Linked DNA regions of Mus musculus: region 1 is linked to region 2. The links are chromatin contacts, called in public HiChIP or PLAC-seq maps. All regions are on one chromosome and are shown on one strand. Each heading gives the region's core, a stretch centred on a gene start, on an enhancer-like site or on the middle of the called end of the contact. The rest is flanking DNA. Distances are from core to core; before and after follow the strand shown.

Evidence for each region. HiChIP or PLAC-seq counts read pairs in DNA pulled down with a chosen protein or histone mark.
Region 1: an H3K27ac HiChIP or PLAC-seq map of extraembryonic endoderm stem cells shows a contact between it and region 2. The contact joins two enhancer-like sites. A contact is called at or near these places in 1 of 484 Hi-C or Micro-C datasets (nephron progenitors), 4 of 115 datasets of contacts at active chromatin or transcription factors (bone marrow-derived dendritic cells, bone marrow-derived macrophages, extraembryonic endoderm stem cells and 1 more) and 3 of 9 other capture datasets (adipose tissue, liver and pancreatic islet).

Annotation. Positions count from the first base shown.
Region 1 is chr12:82,254,586-82,257,649 of GRCm38.p6, forward strand. It overlaps a transcript of Sipa1l1 not described here. Among named protein-coding and RNA genes, the nearest start is that of Sipa1l1, 55 kb to the right of the region's middle. Within about 2 kb of position 1,751, at least 51 of the 459 cell types and tissues checked have an H3K27ac peak or open chromatin away from gene starts, as enhancers often do. A contact at or near this core is called in extraembryonic endoderm stem cells, where this site is marked.
Region 2 is chr12:82,111,571-82,114,479 of GRCm38.p6, forward strand. All of the region lies in intron 6 of Gm30799 (a long non-coding RNA gene), which reads left to right. Among named protein-coding and RNA genes, the nearest start is that of Gm30799, 43 kb to the left of the region's middle. Within about 2 kb of position 1,436, at least 4 of the 459 cell types and tissues checked have an H3K27ac peak or open chromatin away from gene starts, as enhancers often do. A contact at or near this core is called in extraembryonic endoderm stem cells, where this site is marked.

The sequences.
Region 1 (3,064 bases), core at 501-3,000, 140 kb after region 2:
GTGCTGCACACAGGTGCAGGGTACCCCGGGGTTAATTTCAGGGTCATGACTTCTCTGTCTTCACTAACACTCTACACAAAGACAGGTGGGACATTCATTTTTTATTCTGGATTTCTGAACTATCGGTAGAAAATGGACATTTTAGTGAGTTAGTACTCATTGGACAATAATGAAGTTAAAATGTATTTTATATAGAGTGGAGTGTGGTGATACACATCTTTAATTCCAGCACTTGGGAGGCAGAGGCATTTGGATCTCTGAGTTTGAGGCTAGCCTGGTCTACAAAGAGAGTTCTAGGATAGCCATGGCTACATAGAGAAACAAACACTGTCTTGAAAAAAGTTACCAACTTTTATTTATTTAATTAAATTGATGAGTAATTTCACTGATGTAATATAAGCTAAGTTATTTTTATGACAAATCAGGAAAAATGAATGTAAAACACCGATTTTCCCTTCAAGAGAGAATATGAGTGACTCTGGGTGTCAGTTACAGAACTTGATGGGACAAAAAGAGCCATGTACATTTCCAGTTTCAGGTCTCTGTTCTGTCATTTCTGATTTTTGTGTTTACTAGTAATGAAAATGTTTGGTAAGCCCCCACCCCCAACCCCTTACTTTGACCCGACATTGAATTCCAGGCTGAATGAGAACATCTATCTAGGTCTGTTCAAACCTTAATCATGTATGGTCTTAGTAGTGACAATCACTTAACAGAGGGACCCACATGATTCTGAGGTGCCGTGAGATGTGGATAATTCCAGTTCTCTGGAAGGGAGTCTGAGGAAGGGTTGGAAAGAAAGGGCAGTCACACACAGGTCTGGCCTGCTTAGAGCCTCTGCTCTTGTAGCCCGTGTAAGATCATGAAAAAAATTAAAGGCAAATATATTGTAAATGGTGATAGAGATGCTTTAATGATGTGGTTTGAATATGCTTGGCCCAGGACTTGGCACTTTTAGGAGGTGTGGCCCTGTTGGAATAGGTGCGGCCTTGTTGAAGGAAGTGTGTCACTGTGGGGGTAGACTTTGAGACCCTCCTCCTGGCTGCCTGAGAACATTTTGCCCCTGCCTTCCCTTGAATGAGGATGTAGAACTCTCAGCTCCTCCTGCACCAGGCCTGCCTGGATGCTGCTGAGCTCCTGTCTTGATGATAATGGACTGAACCTCTGAACCTGTAAGCCAGCCCCAAGTAAATGTTGTCCTTACAAGAGTTGCCTTGGTCATGGTGTCTGTTCACAGCAGTAAAACTCAAACTAAGACAAATGAAGTGGTGGTAACTGCAAGGCCAAGTGACCTTCACAAGGGATATTCTAGAAGCCAAGTAGAGGAGCTGACAGCCATGGGGGGTGTAGTAGTCTGTTTGTTCATAGGCATTTGCAGATTAGTCATTAGTATTTGAATGGAATCTTCTAAATAAGCTACATTTTACCAAGTGTTGACCCTTGTTTCTTAGCCTCAGAACTTTTTAACTTCTCTGGCTTTTATTTGCCAGGGAACCTTACAGAATGTCTACCAGGGCTGTGCAGGGTGACCTCCAAGGAGGTGTTACCATAGAGAAGGACTTTGGTCCCTGAGACTTGCATCAGAGAGAAGAGCTGGGAGCTGGGAGGTCTGAAGTGTGTTCATTAGCCCTACATGCTGTGCGTCAGCGGCTTCTTTAGTGTAAAAACACAACTTTTACCCCAGAGGGAGTGAGACAGTTTATTCTGGGCCAAATAAGAATGGCTGCGGCCCGGGGACACAGATTCAGGTCACCCCAGACACTGTGTTCCTATGTGGTAATAGTTGAACACAGTGTTTGTAGTAAGAGAACAAAGAACTAGCCCGAAAGGCCCTTTTCATTTATGTGGGTGGAAGTAACAGGCAGGCGGGCCTCCGCTCCAGGTCTCAGATGCTATCTAATGACATTCTTAGGTTGATGGAAGCTAGGGGTCTGTTATTGCATTCCAAAGGGGTTTACCTAATAGTCTTAAGAATGTTAGGTCAGATACAGGGGCAGACAATGGAATACTGTCAGTGGACTAAGGTAGCCCAAGATCATTTTGACTCCTATCTTTTCACAATCAGTTGATAGCCATGGCACTATGGGTAACAGAGGTGTGTCTTTGCCCTCATTTGTTCTCTTGCTATGAAATAGATGTAGCTCTTCACAGGTAAAAAACTGAGGTTCCTGATGAATCTGCTCCAGCCAGCTCATGCCATCCAAGCAAGGCTAGCCTTTTGTTAACATTGAGAGTTTTTGAGCTCAAGGCATTAAATGTTGCCTGGAGCCCCAGGTCTTATATAGTTAATTATATTGCCCTGTGTTGTTCAGGCCTAACTATTATGGTAGAGTAGAGCTGTGTATGGTGTTGGTCTCTAAAGTTGGTCTCATGCTATTTCAGTATGTGAGGCCTACCCTGTGGTGACTCAGCAGAGACACTAAGAAATGCCTAGAGGTGGCCCTTGAATTAGGCACAGCAGGAGAGATGAACTTTGGAGTTATAGGGTAGTGTTATGGGGGACTTTGTGAACAGGGCCTAAGCGAGGGAGCACAGGACTGCTGTGGGTTCAGCGTGTCTGCAGGGAAGGGCATGAGAAGGGCAGGGGAAATAGCTGAGAAGTTCAGCTGGAGCCGAGCCCTACTGAAGAATTTGGATCCTCTTTCTGTAGGCGGTGAGAAACTTTTGCTGTTTTTGAGACTGATAAGGTATCTTTTTGTTTTAAAAATCTTAAAAAGACCTAGCCAAAGTTAAAATTCGTGCCAGGTGGTAGTGCAGTTTTTAATCCCAGTTCATGGGAGGTAGAGGCAGGAGAATCTTTGTAAGTTCAAGTCCCAATTTGGTCTACATGTCGAGGTTAGAAAAAAGAAATGCAATGAAAATGAGCTGATAAGGAAATGGTGAGTGATTGCAGCTAGGCAGTGGTGGAGCACATCTTTAATCTCAGAGTTTACACAGGAGGCAGAGGCAGGCAGAGCTCTGAGAGTTTGAAGCCAGCCTGGGCTAAGAAGGAGTTAAAGATTCAATATAAATGAAAATAAAAACCAAAACAAAGCTCAGATTTACCCACGGGAAATGATTGTTT
Region 2 (2,909 bases), core at 186-2,685:
ATCACAGCAGCAGGCTGGCAGGCATGGCGCTGGAGCAGAAGCTGAGAGCTTACCTGCTGAGATAACAACCATGAGGCACCCTCAATGACATACACCTTTCAAAAAGGCCATCTTTCCCAGTCCTTCCCAAACAGTTCCACTAACTTCAGATCAAGCATTCAAATATATTAACCCATGGAGGCCATTCTCGTTCAAACCATCACAGACAGAAAGCAGAGGCAGGAAGATCAAGAACTCAAGGGACCATTGGTTGCCAGGGATCCTGGGGGAAAGATGAATAGGCAGAGCACAGAGGATCTCAGAGCACAAGACTAGTCTGTGAAGTCCTAATGGTAGATACAAGGTATCAGATATGTGTCAAATCTCACTGAGTATATAACCCAAAGGGCAGACCCTGAGGTTAAGTGCACATTCTCATCTATAAAAATAGGTTCTTCCAAATATTGATAACCAATATGTTTTTCTTGCTATCTTATAAGCTGATACTGAGCCCACAAACATAGATGGAACAGGTAACTTCCATAAAGACCTTGGGTTTTCCCTTCTTAGATTCGAAAATGGTATCAAAGCTGTGCTGAGGTGTGAGGAGGGTCAGCCAGGTGTTCTTAACCACAGTGATCATTCCTGAGTACCTGATGGCTCCTAAAGTTCATGACTTGTGAACCTCCTAGACTGCTATCACAGGCTCAAGTCCTGGATGATAATAGCCTAGTACATTGCTGTTCCAGATTAAAGGCATGACTGAGAGCTGGGGATATGGCTCAGTTGGTAGTGTTTGCTTAGTACATTTGACCCATCCTCCAGCACAGCCTAAAACTGTAATCCCAATAGGCTGGAGGAAGAAGAGAGAAGATCAAGAATTCAAGGTCATCTTTGGATATATAGAGAATTTGAGGCTAACTTGGGCTACGAGGGATCCTGGGTCTGATATCTAGATTGGTAAGTAGGTAAGTAGAGAGATGGATGAGTAGGTGGGTGGTAGGTGGATGGATAGATAAATAGGTAGGTGGGTAGGAGGAGAGGAAAGGGAGGGAGGGAGGGAGAGAGAGAGAGGAGAGAGAGAAGGAGAGAAAGAGACAGACAGACAGTTTAGAGGTGAGTTAGTGACAAAGGGAGGCAGAGGAGGAACTAGTGGGGACCAGGATTTAGTTCAGTGGAGAAGTGGAGATTTATAGATGGAAAAGTGTAAGTGCCAACGCTTGCTTACTGATCCAGGCTCTCCTGATATGGTGGATAGAAATTAAAGCCAGGTTGGGCTGGAGGGGTCTGAGACAAGTTTACAGCAAGCAGGCAGACTTTTATAGCCTTATCAGAAACTCAATACAATGGCAGTTGCAGGGGTGGGGGTGGGGGGGACACAAAGGGTGTTGCCAGGGTACAATGGCATTTGCAATCTATACAAGGTACACAAGATTAACATCTAAGACTTATTGTGCTGCCAAGCTTCTGTGCTTCCTGACTTCTAGGGAATGCAGAGAGATGCAGGTGGCCTGAATGTCCCACTGCCCAAGGGGGTGCCTCGGTTTCTCAGGACCTGAAAGGCACACAGTGCCCCAGGAACCATGGGTTCTAATCTGAAAAAACCTATGGCACCTGCCTCCCAAGGCAGCCTGGCCGGGGCTGCTCCATGATTCTGCAGAAAAGGAGGCTAAGTTATTTGACAAAGATTATCTTCAAAGACGTTTTAAAATAGTGTGAGACATTATTTTTCTTTTTTTCTTCTTTTGCTTTTTAAGAAAGAAGCTACTAACTGCAGTAATGTACAAATTAGTTCACAGTTGATGTAACATACTAAGTGCTTCTCATCTCTCATGTGCAATAAACTCCTTGTGTACTGCCTGCACTTTTGGGCTCTGCTCTAAGAAGTTGGGAGAAACAGAAAGGTTAATGACATTTGCAGTTGGGTAAGAGGAGATGAACACACACACACAAACGCACACATGAGTAAGTAGACTTGCAGGAGACAGTCACAAAGGAGAATTTTCTATACAGAAAGAGAACCTGGTATCTTATGAAGGACAGAGAAGTCTTTGAGGAAGATGAAGGAAATGTCTTGAAGGATTGATAGGATTTTTTTCTACAAGGGCCAAACAAGATGACAAGCCAGGACATTTCACACAATGCTCTAGCAAGGACAAATATCAAGTGACACAATTTGGCTGGAGTGGGACTTGCAGAGGGTCACGGCCAGAGTGACAGGCAGGTGAGATTCAGACAGCCTGTGGAGAGGTTTGAACATCAGACTAGAGCATCTGCCTTAGCTCAGTGGACACTTGTCAAGCATCAAGCAGTGCTGGGACCTCTTTGCTGTCTGAGGGCTTGACAGGTGCTGGTAGACATTTCCTTTCTTCCTCTGTACCTCTGTCTTTGTTCTGTTTTCCATTTCTTTATTAGGAACATTTCTTTTCATTATTTTTAACTACCTGTGTGTGCATGAGAGAGAAGGAGAGAGAGAGAAAGGGGGGGAGGGAGAGAGGGAAGAGAAAGGGAGAATGTGTGTGTGGGTAAAGTTGCCTTTAGAGGTAGAGGTATCTGATCCTACTGGAGCTGGGGATTTATACAGTCATCAACCACCAGACATGGGTGCCAGGAACTGAACCTGGGTCTTCTAGAAAAGCAGCAAGCTCTCTTAGCTGCTGAGCCTCTCTGTGAGCCCCGTCTCCCACCCTTGTCATTTTTCCCCTTTTGAATTTTCCCTTTCAACTTAGTCCCTGATAAGAATTTGTCCCCTTCCACCTCCCTCTGCAAGGAGACATGGCTGTGGTCTAATCCAGTTCCATTCTCTTTGGCCCTGCTTTTAAGTATTTTCTGGGATGTTTCCAATATCCTAACCTAAATAAGCCATCAAATAAATTGCTAACTTCTTAAAAATCACAGCTTCATCAAAAGAAGAAAGATCTTATGCTGCC